4 separate regions of the Sus scrofa genome follow, and all the other regions are linked to region 1. The links are chromatin contacts, called in public Hi-C and HiChIP or PLAC-seq maps. All regions are on one chromosome and are shown on one strand. Each heading gives the region's core, a stretch centred on a gene start, on an enhancer-like site or on the middle of the called end of the contact. The rest is flanking DNA. Distances are from core to core; before and after follow the strand shown. Region 1 holds the start of FAM46A (protein FAM46A). Region 2 overlaps IBTK (inhibitor of Bruton tyrosine kinase). Region 3 has its middle 160 kb from the start of RPL18. Region 4 has its middle 140 kb from the start of RPL18.

The links. A called contact is a pair of places that touch in the nucleus more often than the background predicts. HiChIP or PLAC-seq counts read pairs in DNA pulled down with a chosen protein or histone mark.
Region 2: a contact with region 1 is called in an H3K27ac HiChIP or PLAC-seq map of alveolar macrophages. The contact joins the enhancer-like site here to the promoter of FAM46A in region 1. A contact is called at or near these places in 2 of 5 promoter capture datasets (fetal liver and liver), 8 of 47 Hi-C or Micro-C datasets (embryonic fibroblasts, fibroblasts, heart right ventricle and 4 more) and 2 of 2 datasets of contacts at active chromatin or transcription factors (alveolar macrophages and skeletal muscle).
Region 3: a contact with region 1 is called in an H3K27ac HiChIP or PLAC-seq map of alveolar macrophages. The contact joins the enhancer-like site here to the promoter of FAM46A in region 1. A contact is called at or near these places in 1 of 5 promoter capture datasets (fetal skeletal muscle), 15 of 47 Hi-C or Micro-C datasets (alveolar macrophages, embryonic fibroblasts, epiblast stem cells and 10 more) and 2 of 2 datasets of contacts at active chromatin or transcription factors (alveolar macrophages and skeletal muscle).
Region 4: a Hi-C map of mesenteric adipose tissue shows a contact between it and region 1, with 1.8 times the contacts expected there. The contact joins the enhancer-like site here to the promoter of FAM46A in region 1. A contact is called at or near these places in 1 of 5 promoter capture datasets (fetal liver), 4 of 47 Hi-C or Micro-C datasets (fibroblasts, heart right ventricle, mesenteric adipose tissue and 1 more) and 2 of 2 datasets of contacts at active chromatin or transcription factors (alveolar macrophages and skeletal muscle).

The regions. Positions count from the first base shown.
Region 1 is chr1:84,543,025-84,546,602 of Sscrofa11.1, forward strand. FAM46A (protein FAM46A) reads left to right here and starts at 2,009. Exons shown (of 3, transcript XM_013992805.2): 1 at 2,009-2,428; 2 at 2,672-3,236. The coding sequence starts at 2,709.
Region 2 is chr1:84,060,808-84,064,385 of Sscrofa11.1, forward strand. All of the region lies in intron 26 of IBTK (inhibitor of Bruton tyrosine kinase), which reads left to right. Among named protein-coding and RNA genes, the nearest start is that of IBTK, 89 kb to the left of the region's middle. Within about 2 kb of position 1,799, at least 6 of the 83 cell types and tissues checked have an H3K27ac peak or open chromatin away from gene starts, as enhancers often do. A contact at or near this core is called in alveolar macrophages, mesenteric adipose tissue, retroperitoneal adipose tissue and 1 more, where this site is marked.
Region 3 is chr1:84,219,059-84,222,636 of Sscrofa11.1, forward strand. No RefSeq gene overlaps it. Among named protein-coding and RNA genes, the nearest start is that of RPL18, 160 kb to the right of the region's middle. Within about 2 kb of position 1,648, at least 7 of the 83 cell types and tissues checked have an H3K27ac peak or open chromatin away from gene starts, as enhancers often do. A contact at or near this core is called in alveolar macrophages, liver, omental adipose tissue and 2 more, where this site is marked.
Region 4 is chr1:84,239,801-84,243,378 of Sscrofa11.1, forward strand. No RefSeq gene overlaps it. Among named protein-coding and RNA genes, the nearest start is that of RPL18, 140 kb to the right of the region's middle. Within about 2 kb of position 1,996, at least 2 of the 83 cell types and tissues checked have an H3K27ac peak or open chromatin away from gene starts, as enhancers often do. A contact at or near this core is called in mesenteric adipose tissue, where this site is marked.

The DNA of each region.
Region 1 (3,578 bases), core at 759-3,258:
CAGCCCAGCAGTGTTAAGTCCCCGGAACCTCTGCAAACCTCATCTGAATGCACTACTAATTTCATTTCTTACCCTAGTGGTCTCTTCAGCCTTTCTCAAACTTTGCCTTACACTCTTCCCTTTGCTGACAGTGCGTTTCTTCTCACTCAACTACTGAAGGGAAAAAAATCCGCCTTTCAAGATCGAATCTAAAGGACACATCTCCTCTGGTCCTCTCTTCCAGTTCCCTTGATCCCAGTAAGCCCACTGTTGCTTACTCGTACCTTGCTGGTTACAAGGTACAGATGCACCATAAGTACATATTTGCCTGCGATGCCCACTAGACTGTGAAACGCAGTAATTCTTAAACCCTCAGCACTTAGCTTGGTGCCTGGCACATGATAGGTGGTTAATATATATACATACATAAACACGTAAGTTTTCTTCTCACTGCCACACCTGTGGCAAATGGAAGTCCCCCTGTCAGCCGTGAAATCTGGAGTTGCAGCTGCGGCCTATGCCACAGCCACCTGGCAACACCTTAACCCACTGAGCAAGGACAGGAATAGAACCCACATCCTAAAAGAGACCACGGTATGTCCTTAACCCACTGGGCCACAATGGGAACTCCTATCTATGATTTTTCTTAATGCCTAGGTAGAATGGATGCACTCACGCTTGGAAGACTGGATGCAGGAGTGTGCTTCGGAATAAGCGATGGGCTCACGAAAACTATATGGTCGTCCTAGCGAACCTTTCTCAGTCCCCCGCCCAGGGACAAGTGCTTAGGGATGATGGCCTCCCTCTGAGGTCCAGCGGGTGCCTACGCTTAGGCGCGCAGCTCCGCAGGGCACCAGCAGGGGGCGGCGTTGCCCCGCAGCTGGCTGCTCCGCGGGTGACTGTTCTCCCCCTCCCCGACCCGCGCCTCCCCGCCTCCTGCTGGGAGCGGGGCCCTAGTGACGAGGCCCGGGCTCCCCAGCCCGGAGAGGGAGGGCTATGCTTCCTTGCAGGCCGGGCGGCTGGGGTCGAGCGGGGCCATGGGCGGGAGTATCCAGCCCGCCTCTGTCCCCGCCGTGGCCTCAAGACGAAGGAAAGTGGCTCTCAGTTTGGAAAAGGGTAGCGAGCGGCCAGAATTGACGGCAGGAAGAAAGGGGGCGCTTTCTAGCAAACGCGGGCCTCGAGCGCTAGTGCCCGCGGAGGTAAGGCCACACTCCTTTCAAGCCGCGGAGGCGCCGGGAGTTGTGGGTGTGGAGGAGGGACGGTCGCAGACTTTAAACTCGTGCTTTCGCGGGTCGTGGAAAACTCGCTCACTTCACCCTGACATGTGCATTCACTTGAACAACGCAAACCTTAGTTGCCGGCGAGGAACGCGCTTCACCTCCTCAGCTTCTGGATGGAAGAACGCTCAGCCGAGCTTCCGGCCCCGCGACCTAGCGGCCGCCCACCCCTTGCGCCCCGCGTTTCCAGGCCAGCGTGCCCGCCCGGCCGTCCGCTCGGGGACGCGCGTTGGCCCGAGCCGCGCTCCCGGCCGCCGCGAGCCTCGGGTGCGCTGGGCTTGGACGCACGCTCGGCTCCGCCCCCGCGCTCCTCTGGCTCACCCCAGCCCGGCGCGCCGCCTGAGGTTTGAAGAAACGAAACTCGGGGAGCCTGCCCTGCCCGTTGCGCGCAGACACTGATTGGCACGGGGAAGTGGACCCCTTAGTTCACACTGAGGCCGAGTTTATTAATGCCATAACCGCTCTAGTGCTACCCCACACACTGTTTAAAAGGGAGGTCAAGAAGACCCTCTGGAGCCCCCGTCACTAAGCTTTGATGACGAGCCGCATCCGGCGAGAATTTTGAGAAGTTTCAGCAGTTACGCGATTTTCGCCTTGATCCGGTTTTGAGGGCCAGTGAGGACTCTTGAAGTATCTGAAGTGTCTCCTCCTTGGGGAAAAGGAAGAGAGGCGTGGGTGGGTGGGCGTCCCTACATCAAATCTACCTACAGGAACTAAAGTGAACTCACGCACCGCCTCCAGCTTCGCGCCCTGGGGACCGGTCCTCAAGGAGCGCGGCTCTGCTGGGCTCCCGCCGCGGGCGCTGGGCGGGCGGGGGCGGCTCCCTATGCAGATGAGGAGGGTGTGGCGAGCATGCGGCGCCGGGCCCCGGAAGCGCCAAGCGGCCACGGTATAAAAAAAGTACTGGAGACCTTTCGCCCGCACAACTGCTAAAGCTCCAGAGACAGGAGCGTGTGCGGCGGCGGCAGCGACAGCAGGAGCCGCCACCTCTGGGACCACCGCGGCTGAGGCGCGGGCGGGGTCGAGGGGCGGGAGTGGCCGGCGCAGGCGGCAGGGGTCTGGAAAGGACTAAGTCGCTCGCCACTGCCGGGAGCGTCTTCGCGGCTCCTGGAAGTGTTGCCGCCTCGCAGTTCCTCCATCGCCGCGCTCCTAGAAGGGGCGGCCGCCTCCAGGTGACACAGACGGGACTCCCGCTTGCGCTTTCCAGATGCATCAGAGATACTTTTGGTGCGGGGCTGTTCTGCGGGGCGCGGCGCGCGCGGCTGGGGGCTGGGGGGCCTGGGGCGGGCGCGTCTCCGGGAGCTCCCGAGGCGGGAGGCGAAACGAGGAGGGGGCCGCTCCTTCCTCCGGGGGCCCGGCTCAGCCCCGCCGCCGCGCGTCCTCACCGCGCTCCCCCCACCCCCGTTTTCTTTTAGGACTGACCAGGGCCAAGTGGCATTCGGCGGGCATTTCATGGCGGAAGGCGAAGGGTACTTCGCCATGGCCGAGGACGAGCTGGCTGGCGGTCCCTACATCCCCCTTGGCGGCGACTTCAGCGGCGGCGACTTCGGCGGCGGTGGCGGCGGCTTCGGCGGCGGGCACTGCTTGGACTATTGCGAAAGCCCCACGGCGCACTGCAACGTGCTGAACTGGGAGCAAGTGCAGCGGCTGGACGGCATCCTGAGCGAGACCATCCCGATCCACGGGCGCGGCAACTTCCCCACGCTCGAGTTGCAGCCCAGCCTGATCGTGAAGGTGGTGCGGCGGCGTCTGACCGAGAAGCGCATTGGCGTCCGCGACGTGCGCCTCAACGGCTCGGCCGCCAGCCACGTCCTGCACCAGGACAGCGGCTTGGGCTACAAGGACCTGGACCTAATCTTCTGCGCCGACCTGCGTGGGGAAGAGGAGTTTCAGACTGTGAAGGACGTCGTGCTGGACTGCCTGTTGGACTTCTTACCCGAAGGGGTGAACAAGGAGAAGATCACACCACTCACGCTCAAGGTAAAGCTACCCGAGAGAGGCCGGGGGCCCGCGGCGGACCAGGCGCGGGCGTGAGGCGCTAGGCGTGGGGGGCGCACGTTTGCTGCCCCGTCTCGTGCAGGAGCTTTGGCTTATTTTGCATTTGAGTTTTTTTTAATGGGTAAACGAAGATGCGTGAGCTGCGTTGTGTGTTCTAGTTTACTTGCTGCTTCAGTGCCCCAACTCTTCTGCTTCCTCCTCAGCTCTGCCTTCTCTTCCTTCTCCTTATATTTTAACTCTTGGCTTTCCTTGCTTGAGTCCTGTCTAGAGTAGATTCAGATCCGCGGGAGAGTGAAATGATGTAAATCTCTCTCTCCTTTTTTT
Region 2 (3,578 bases), core at 549-3,048, 480 kb before region 1:
ACTTCTTAATCCATTCTGGCTTCTAGTCCCATTACTAAACTGAAGCTGTCTGGGTTAAGTTCAGCAGTGACCTCCATATTGCCAACACCATGGACTTTTTATATGACTCATCGTACTTGCAGTTCACTAGTAGGTCATCTTTCATTTCACTTACATTTTTGCTTTTTAGGGCCGCACCCATAGCATGTAAAAGTTCCCAGATTAGGGGTCTAATTGGAGCAGCAGCTGCTGGCCTATGCCCCAGCAGTGTAGGATCTGAGCCATGTCTCTGACCTACACCATAGCTCACAGCAACACCGGATCCTTAACCCACTGAGCCAGGCCAGGGATTGAATGTGTGTCTTCATGAATGCTAGTCATATTCATTTCCGCTGAGCTATGATGGGAACTCCCTCACTTATATTGTTTCTATGATATTTCATGAGCTTCTATGTTTAGTTATCAGCTCTACACTAAAGAGTTGAATTGCCTGTCCACATCTAAGGCAGATTTGACTCTCCCTCTGCCTTCTTGATATCTCCATCTTATTCGGATGTTTCCTTCAGAGATAGTGATGTTGGCAATTCGGATGTGCCAAAGAGGAGCCATAAATTGCTTCCTTTAAGTGAGAAAATGGAGAGTTCTCGATCTGATAAGGTGAGAAAAAAAATTGTATGTTGTTGAGGTTGCTAAGGAGTTTGGCATAAATGACTCTTCATATATAAAATTATGAAGGAGAAATTCATAATAGTTTTGCTATTGCACATCAGATCAAACTTTTTTGTATGTGCAAAAGCCAAAGTGCATGCATGATTAGTTCTTAGTTAAGGTGGAAAAGACATTAAGTTTGTATAAGATGTTTTGAAAGACCACATTCACCTAACTTTCATTACAATATATTGTTATAACTATTCTGTTTTATCATTGTGGTAACTTTCTTACTGTGCCTAATTTAATTTATAAGTTAAACTTTATCATAGATATGTATGTATATATAGGGGAAAAACAGTATATATAGGGTTCAGTACTCTGCAGTTTCTGGCATTCACTAGGCTACCTGGAATGTACTCCCCATGGAATGTCTGTATATTCAGCTGTATGTTCAGTGATTAGAATGTTACCTAGCAGGTGGTGGGTGCTCAGTGAGCATCTGGTGAACGAGAGGATGAATAAATGAAACAGAATTGTAGCTCTCTTTCCAGTAACTTGTTTTTAATGTAGTGGTTATATGCCATAGATGTATGTATTTTAAGATATGAATGGTTCAGTTGGTTTTAATATTTTAACATTTTAAAATTTTACATTATTTTTAAAAATTTAATTTCTTTGGATAAATATGTCTTCTGTGGAACTTTTAAAATATTGTGGATTTGTGGTTTCATAGTTGATCACTAGAGTGTGCTATAACATCAGGGCTCTTAATTGTGAAAAGGGTGCTGTTACACTGCTTTGGAAATTTTAGCTAAAGGAGCATATGATGGATCATGCTCTCTCCATAGTTTGGGTGTTTGGTAAGTGGAAGTTAATGTTTTAAATAGTTATGTGTTGTCATCTGATCACTGAGAAAGAAAACTGCTTGGATTTCATTTTAATTTAGTCATAGGAAATATGTAATCATAAGAGCTTTTTTAAAAGGAAGTAATAAAATATAACAGATAAAGTAAAATATTTATTAATTCACCAAATTATGTGACATTTGGTATATGTATGGTATTCTGCTGGCTTCTCTTGGGTATACATAATACACAGGCCCAGCCTTAAATGTATTTGAAGTCTAGGTGGTGTGTCTACATATGCACACATGGAAGTTCATTGACAGAAGAATAAAATTACAGTTTAACAGTGTTAAAGAAGTCACAAAGCAGTGTATGACTAAGTGCTATATGAGAGGTTCAGAGAAGGAAAAATGACCATGGGCTTGTACTCATTGAGGAGTACAAGCTGGAGTATTATAAACTCTTTCCCTATCCTGTTCCAAATATTTAATCATTATATTTATGGCCATATGAACAGTATTAGAAAAATACTGATCCATTTCATTGCTACAAGCTTTTGAACATAGAATGAGATCATTAAAAGCAGAGAGGAGAACAAATGGAGAAATAGTGGGAATTAAAGCAGGAAGATAGGAATGCTTATTCTAACATAGGACGGGATCATTAAAAGAAGAGAGGAGAGACAAATAGAGAAAATAGTGGGAATTAAAGCAGGAAGACAGGAATGCTTATTATTCTTTAGGGAATCAGGATAGTAGGGAGAGAGGAAATTCCTCTCAGGAAATTCCACAAATAACACATTTTTGTTTTAATTGTAGAAAATGTGATTTTTTTTCCCCCTCTAATATTAGGGATATCCAAGAATGGCAATGTTACTTACTGATGTGAAAAGAGAAATTTATGCAGTTTCTGTTTGTTTATTGTTACTCCTGTTCTTTTCCATTTTAATGTGTTTTCTTTCATTTTCCTTTCACTGAAATACCCCCTTATGTAATTCTGGGCAGAAAATGTGAACTTGTGTTTCTAATTAGTAAGAAAAACTATGTGTGAGACAAAATCATATCAGCTCCCATTTTTTATAAAAACCTTTGTAATTGGGATAATGCGTAGTTCTTTTTAAAAATGTCAATTGTATAAGCAAGAAGTAATTTAGTTGTTCTCTTAAAGTCTAAATTTGGCAAGATTAATGTTCCTCACTTTGAACAAAAGTCTTTGAAAGATTTTAGCCAGCCATTTTATGTTGTTTCTTAGAAGGCTAAATTTTATACAGATTATCTATTGGGATGTCTTTTTCTATGTTGCAAATACCTAAAGCTTCATAATGTTATTATTTTTTATCTGAAAGCTTAGGCATTTTATATTTAATCATAGCTCTGTTTTAACTGGTTTGCTTCATTCTAAGATGAAATTTTGATAGATTTCAAGTTGTTTGAGTAAATTTATAATTGATGATTTTCTCCATTGAAAGTCATTTATGGAATTGTAGCGTTATAATCTTATGAAACAGATTTGAGTTTTAGTCTGATGTTTACCAGTAGCCTTCTGTGAACCTTTCTGAATTGAGAACAGTAATGCCTACCATATAGGTTTATTACAAAGGTTCATGTCATATAATTTATATGAAAGTACTCTGTAAACTATAAAATGTTACATAAAGTTTTTTACCTAAGCTCTGATTGCTTAACTTTAACAGAACCTATGTAGGTTATTATAGTCCTTATATTTAATTCTGTTAACCAATGACATATTTTTAAAGATGGGGCTTGTAGTTACTGCTTCTTACTTAACAAATAATTGGTTTTACATTATTTTCACATTTCTTTGAAAGTGCAAAACACAAGCTGATCCCTAAGCCCCAAGGATGATTTTTGAGCACCAGTTAAGTTATGTTTTCATTACTCTGTGTTATACTTTATTGTCCTAAAATGCCTCTAGTCTCCAGTCTTAATTGACTTAAGAATTTTTCAAGGAACTTAACCAAGGGGATTTTGCATTTAGTCTGTCTAAGGTAATTATCAGAATGTAGCATATTTCCATTTAGTTTACAGTCATTCTAGTTTAGATTTTCATCATCTCATAACAAGTTTAACCCAACAACCTTCT
Region 3 (3,578 bases), core at 398-2,897, 320 kb before region 1:
AATCAAGTGATCCTGAAATACATAGAGAATTTCCCCTTTCATCCTTTCTCCAGTCAGTCCTATTACCCAGAAGTAATCCCATTACTTGGCTGTTGTAATGTTAAATTACACTTTACTTTCTTAATTGCCTTTAGACACAATTAGCCCAGTGAGAAGTGATGGGAAATTAAAAGAACTCTAGCCCACTTAACCTTTCCTTCTGTTTCCCAAATGTGTTGTATTATTATCCATAGTTTTTTCTGATACTTGTCATTAGGACTGCATATTGATATAAAAATTCTACACAGCACCTATTAACTGCACACAGATGAGGGTTTTAGCACACTTCCACCTCATTTCCTTGCCCCAGAGCCTATTTATTATATTGTTTTTTCATTTTCAAGGTTTATAATATTTCCATTATATTCTTTAATTATATTTTCTTAAATTTTTTTTTTTTCTTTTTGTGGCTGCACCTGCATGTGGAAGTTCCCAGGCTAGGTGTTGAATCAGAGCTGCAGCTAATGCCCTACACCACAGCCATAGCAATGCTGTATCTCAGCCACATCTGTGGCCTATGCTGCAGCTTGTGGCAACACCAAATCCTTAACCCACTGAATGATCAGGGATCAAACTCGCATCCTCATGAACACTGGTTGGGTTTCTAACCTGCTGAACCATAATGGGAACTCCTGTCTTCAGTTTTTTTATATATAGTTTCTATGTTGAAACAAATTAATATCATTTTATATATACATATATTAAGTTTATATATATATATATGTTATTCTCTCTGTATATCACTATATCACCATGTATGTAATGTGTCACCTTGGAAGCAAGTAGTGTAATTAAACCTACAAAAAAGGAAATATAAGGTTTTTTGTTTGTTTTTGTCTTTTTAGGGCTGCACCCGTGTCACATGGACGTTCCCAGGCTAGGGGTCGAATCGGAGCTATAGCTGCTGGCCTATGCCACAGCCACAGCCACGCCAGATCCGAGCTGTGTCTGTGACCTACACCACAGCTTGATGCAATGCCGGATCCTTAACTCACTGAGCAAGGCCAGGGATCAAACTTGCATCCTCATGGATGCTAGTCAGATTCATTTCCGCTGAGTCATGAAAGGAATTCTGGAAATGTAAGTTTTAACACAAACAAACAAACACCCTCCCGATTGAGTTCATTAAAGGAGATTATTTTAAGCATCAGGATTGAAATGATGTTTCTTTCTAGCTTTGGTCTTTCCTTAGTCATACATACATGTGACTTTTTCCTCTTTTCATCACTGCCATCCTCATTCTCAAATAGATGGAAATGATCCCTGAAAGTACAGTCTTAATTCTCAGGTAGATGGTCCTGAGAAAACCACAGTCTGAAGACTTCCATAAGTTCCCATCACTGCATCTCCTCACTCCCTGCCTCTTTACCCTCTTAAGTAGGCTTTGCTCCTTTTGTCTCTGCTGAATTCTCTATACTCCCAGCCAAGCCCAGCTTCTCTCATTCTGCCTCCAATCCCATCCCCTTTTGCATATTCGAGGACACTGCTCCAGCAATTTCCTTTTTCATTCCTGCTTCAAGTTAATTTCCCCCTCCCTACTGGATCTTTCTGTTAACCTTCAAAGAGGAAGTTATATTTCATAACTTAAAAAAAATTCTTTCTTGACCTCAGTTCCCCCTTCAGCCACCCTCTATGTCATCCTTTTTTTTTTCCCCAGAGGCATGTGGAATTTCCTGGGTCAAGGATTGAACTTGCTCCACAGCAGCAACCAGAGCTGCTGCAGTGACAAGCGACAATGCTGGACCCCTAACCTGCTATGCCACAAGAAAATTCTAAAGGTTTACTGATACTTACTGTCCCCCATATCTTCTCAAGCTTCCAGAGAACCACTTTATCTAGATCACTAAGAACATTCATGTTGCCAAATCCTGCGGTCATCTTACTTGTCCGGTCAGCAGTTTTGATCACTCTCTCTTCCCTGAAATATGTTCTTCCTTTGGCTTCTGGGACATGGTGTTCCCTTGATTTTCTGCCTACTTCTATGGTTGCTACTTCTCAGTTTTTTTGTTTGCTCCTTTCGTCTCATCTCTCTGACCTCTCAATGCTGGCACATCCTAGAAACCAAATCTTAGATTTCTTCCCTTTTTTCACCTCTACTCACTTTGGAAACTTCATGTTTTTAAAAAGCATTTCTACCTTGATGGTTCATATGTATGCATATATGTATGTATGCATCTGTTTATACATATATATGTATTATATATGTGTGTATATATATCTAAATAAATCTCTCTCTAGCATTCCATTTCTCTCTCTCTCTCTCTCTCTCTCTCATATCTCTTCCTGAAGCCAGCTTTGTCTATCCAACATCCTTCTCTAGAACTCCACACGGACATCTAATTTCAAATACAACATGTCCAAAGCCGAAATCTTGGCTTTCCCCTCCATGTCTGCTTTCAGCCTTCTTCATCTTAGGCAATGGCAGTTCTATCTTCCAGCTTCTCAGGTCAAAAACCTTGGAGTCACACTTCATTCCTATTAGATTTATCTCCACAGTGTACTTGGAGTAAGAACACTTTCCACCCCTCCTCTGCTTCCATCCTGGTCTGGTCTTCTCTCTTTCATCTCTTGCCCTAATTACTGTCATAGCTTTTTCACCCAGTTTCCTTGAATCTTCCCTTCACCCCCTTCATCAGCTCAAGTGATAGATTATGTCACCCGTCTGCATGAAACTCTTCAATAACTTCCTATTTCACTCTGAGTAAAAACTGATGTTCGCCAGTGTCCTACAGGTCCCATGTAATGTCTCCTGTCACCTCTCCTCCTTTTTTACCCTACTCCAGCTGCATTGGCATCTTTGGAGTTCCTAGAACATGCAAGATTACACTTGCCCCAGGGCCTTTGCACATGATGAACCTTCTTATTCCTAAAATGCTTGCCCCAGACATCTGAATGGCCACCCCTTACCTCCTCTGGGTCTTGACTCAGATGTTGCTTTTGTAGTGAAGCCGCCCTGATAACACTACTTAAAGTTTCCTGCAACATTCCCAGTCCTGGCTGGATCACTATCTAACAGTATAAATATTTTACTTATTTACCTTGTGCCTCATCTGTTTCAACAGGATAAAGGAGCTATTTAGATTTAGTAGAATGTGAATTCCATGTTCAAAAAACATTTTTGCTTTTTCCAATTATTGCTGCAAAAAATTCTTATTTTTCTAGCCAATTTGTATTCCTAACTAGAAACTTTGGGATTTTCTTTATATCTTTGGTTAGTTGACTTTTTTTTTTAGAGTATGTATCCAGGTTTTTGTCTTAAAATCCCACTGTCCTTTATTTGGCTCTTGGTGGGTCCTTCATATTTGATGACATTTTTGTCTCTAGCTCAGAGAAATTTTCTTCTACCATTTCTCTTCTTTTTTCTCCTTCTTCTACATAGTTCCTGCAATCTCTTTATCAAACACCTTTTGGACATATGCTATTTCTTTAAGTTCTCTTTCACTTTTTCCATTACTTTTAATTTCCTATTTTGGGAGATTGCCTTGGTTTATTTTTCAGCTCACTAACTTCAGCTGTATGTCCTTTACTATGCACTTCTT
Region 4 (3,578 bases), core at 746-3,245, 300 kb before region 1:
AGCCAGTTTTGTAGCTCTGCCAACCATTAGTTTAATCTGGGATGATTTATTCCCCATTTTCCCTACTTTCCCTTCATTTTGAACTGGATTTTCTAAGTCAACTCAAACCAAGTTAATAATTCAGTCAAGCTTCTTGCTTGAAACACATGTCAAATCTTTTGGTTTATATTTTGTGGAATCTGTCTCTTCTCTTTGGAAATGTGAACCACCATAATTCCTCTTTTGTTTTTTCTGGCTCTTCAAAGATTTAATTCACAGAAATCATTTGCATCCCCCAAACTTCCCCTCATCCCCCCATATTCATATGTATTTTGTCTAGATCATGAGACTTAAATTATTTCACAATTATACTTTATAATCTCTAAACTTATCTTGGCTTTGTTTACCTCCTATCGTTATTTCTTCTGACCTTTACAAGCTGAAAATTATTCTTCTTGACTGAGAAGATCAAAGATATGAGCTTAAACTTAAGTCCTATGCATATATATTTATCTGATAACAATTACATCATAGAGTTCTTACATTGTGAAATAATAAAAACATTTTTATACATACTTCATTCTATGGGTGGGCAGCTATCATTCTCACGCAAGTTTCCCTAAATTTTTACTTGACACAAGGATAAGTCATTTTTAGTCTCTCTAAGCATCCTTTCCTCAAGGTTGACTACAAATTTCTCTTGCCAAGAAATAAAGATTTGTTTCTACTTGATAAAGTTTCAGAATGTCCTGGAACAGCCCAGTACATTTTAACTAGATAATTTTAGAAGAGGGAAGAATGTAGGTCAATACCAAAATCTAAGTTATAGGCTGTTGTGTGCACTATTTGTGGGACCACATACCACACTAGAGAAAGGAAATTCCATGTATAGTATGGCAAAGTACCTAGGCAGGACTTAACTGTTTAAGGAGCATCACATACAATTTTAGTTGACTTAGGAACTCAAGTTCAAAATATGTGCTTTGTGAATGGTAAGGTATCTATAGGAGGCACTGGACCCAGAATAGATTGTCCTTGTCATATTTGGGAAATTATTGGCCAAGTCTGCCTGTCACTTAAAGTAGGATGTGACAGCCAGGTGATTAAAACCTGACACTAGGGGTTCCCATCATGGCTCAGCAGTACTGAATTCAACTAGTATCCATGAGGACATGGGTTCGATCCCTGGCCTTGCTCAATGGGTTAAGGATCCGGTGTTGCCATGGGCTATGGTGTAGGTCACAGACAAGGCTCGGATCCCCTGTTGCTGTGGCTGTGGTGTAGGCTGGCAGCTGTAGCTCCATTTCGACCCCTAATCTGGGAAACTCCATATGCTGCGGGTGCAATCCTAAAAAGACAAAAAATAAAAAACAACCAAAAAAACTCTGACACCAAACTCTCCACACTGGAGCTGTGGCTGGGCGAGCAAAGAACAGCATGGAGGGTGGGTGGGAAGATGCAGACCTCAGACACTCTTCAGGCAAATAGCTGGTGTTGGTGCCAGGGAACCAGAGAAAGTCATGCTTCAATTCAACAAATATTTGTTTTGTGCCAGACACTGTGCAAAGTGCAGGTAGGCAGTGCGCAATGTGGACACATGGCAGATGTTTAGGCTCAGATTTCTGCTACCCCAGGATCTACTCTTGGAAACATCAAGGCAGGACGGCAAGCCTTTCAGGGGAGCTAGGATCCCAGAAAGGCATCAGAATGAATACTGAAGTCCCATGGAGAGAGTTGAGGAAGGGGAGCTCAGAGGCAGGGTGTTGTTAGGTGAACTCTGTTATGTGAGCAGGGACATGACTTAAACAACAAAGGAGGCTCTTAGGCGGTCAGCCTTTTGTTACCGTAGCCTAAGTTCCACCATGACCAGAGTGATGGGCAGAGTATCTAAGTCTTTAATTCTGGCCAGATTAGATGAAGGTGTCCTGTAGTGGGAGAGCCAAGATGATGAGCAAGGCAAAGGTTGTGCCTCCATTCCTTAATCTAGGAAGTGGACTAGGATTGAGCCTGTTGGTGTTTTTTTAAGTCACCATTGTGTGTTTACATGATTTCTCTTGAATCTGTTAGTGTCAAATTGTGGACCAGATGGTTCAAAGCTACCCATTAGAGTTGCATATTCCAGAGATCTTTCCAGGGAGACTCTAGAACTAGGGGATAAATCAAAAGAAATAGCATTTGGGCTCCAGAAAATTCTGGAAGATGTGAACCTTGGGAAATGGATGGTGCCCAATAAAACTCTGAAGTACCCCTATGATGTCCTTGCTCCTGTGGTTACTCCTAGACCCCTTGCCTATTAAACAGGACTTCTTCTGGCCTGGACAGGGCTTTGAATACCTATATAATTTCTGATCATTTTAAAATTTCTATTTTGTGGTCACAAACTTGACTAAAGAACATTAAAAAAAATCACTCACTGGACTCTCCCTTTATGCAAATGGCCCGTCACGTGAATATGTAATACAATTTTTCTTAAAGAATTATCTAGGAACATATTTGATAGGCAGAAATACATTTTCTCCAGCACTTGGGATTGCTTTAGTAGCTGTCAGACATTTCTCAAAGATCTGGTGAGACAGATTTATTTTTGAACATCTTGGTAATTAGAGCAAATTGTGCCATTTTCCTCATTATTTTAACCAAAAGACCTCTGGATTAATCTTCTGTTGCTGAAAGACACAGACTTCACATCCTCTTGAGAATGAAAACTTTATGGACACTTTATTTATGGACACTTTATTGACTACCCTGTATGATTTTTCTCTAACTAGTGTGCAATAGACATGCTTTTAACATCTTCTAAAGTAAATGAGATTGGAAAACAGTCAACAGAACATTATTTTGTGCTCTAAATGTGTGGTGGGTGTTTATCCTTTGATAAAGTGGATGTTCTTCCAAATAACTTTAACACTGATGCTAAAAAAAAGCTCTAAAAGTCCCACCGCCCTCTCCTATTTTCTAATTCACTTCTTTGTCCTTCCTTTTCTCTCTTCTATGCTTTGGCAACTATTTATTGAGAGCCTGCTCTAACTGAGCTGGACACTGTACCCCCTGCCCTCATGGGGCTTGCTTAAGTGGGAGAGACAGTTACTAAACAACTAATTGTGAAATGCTGGCTATTTTTGTTACCAACTGGGTTTTTCTCACTGATGATCTGAAGTCCCTTGCTCTGTGACCTTTGCTGGTAACTGTCTAACAAATTCCACGGCTGCTGGATGAAGGAAGTCACAATCCACATTGACTGAACCTCCTCCAATTCTCAAAGCCCTCCCCAGGGAACCCTCAGGGCTAACAACTCTGTATGATGTTTCTTAAATGTATTTCCAAGGCAGCTTTTCCTAAAATTTTTCCACTCTCCTTGGGCATTTTTTTTTTTTTTTTTTTTTTTTTTTTTGCCATTCTTGAGGCATGTGGGAGTTCCCAGGCCAGGGATCAAATCCAAGCCACAGCAGTGACCCAAGCCACTGCAAGGACAAAGTCAGATCCTTAACCCACTGTGCCACCAGGGAACTCCCTTTTCTCAATCATCATCAAACCTCTAATGTGCACAAGGTCCTACCCTCTTCTTTAGTGAGAGGTTGAGGACACATAATTCTTCAGCT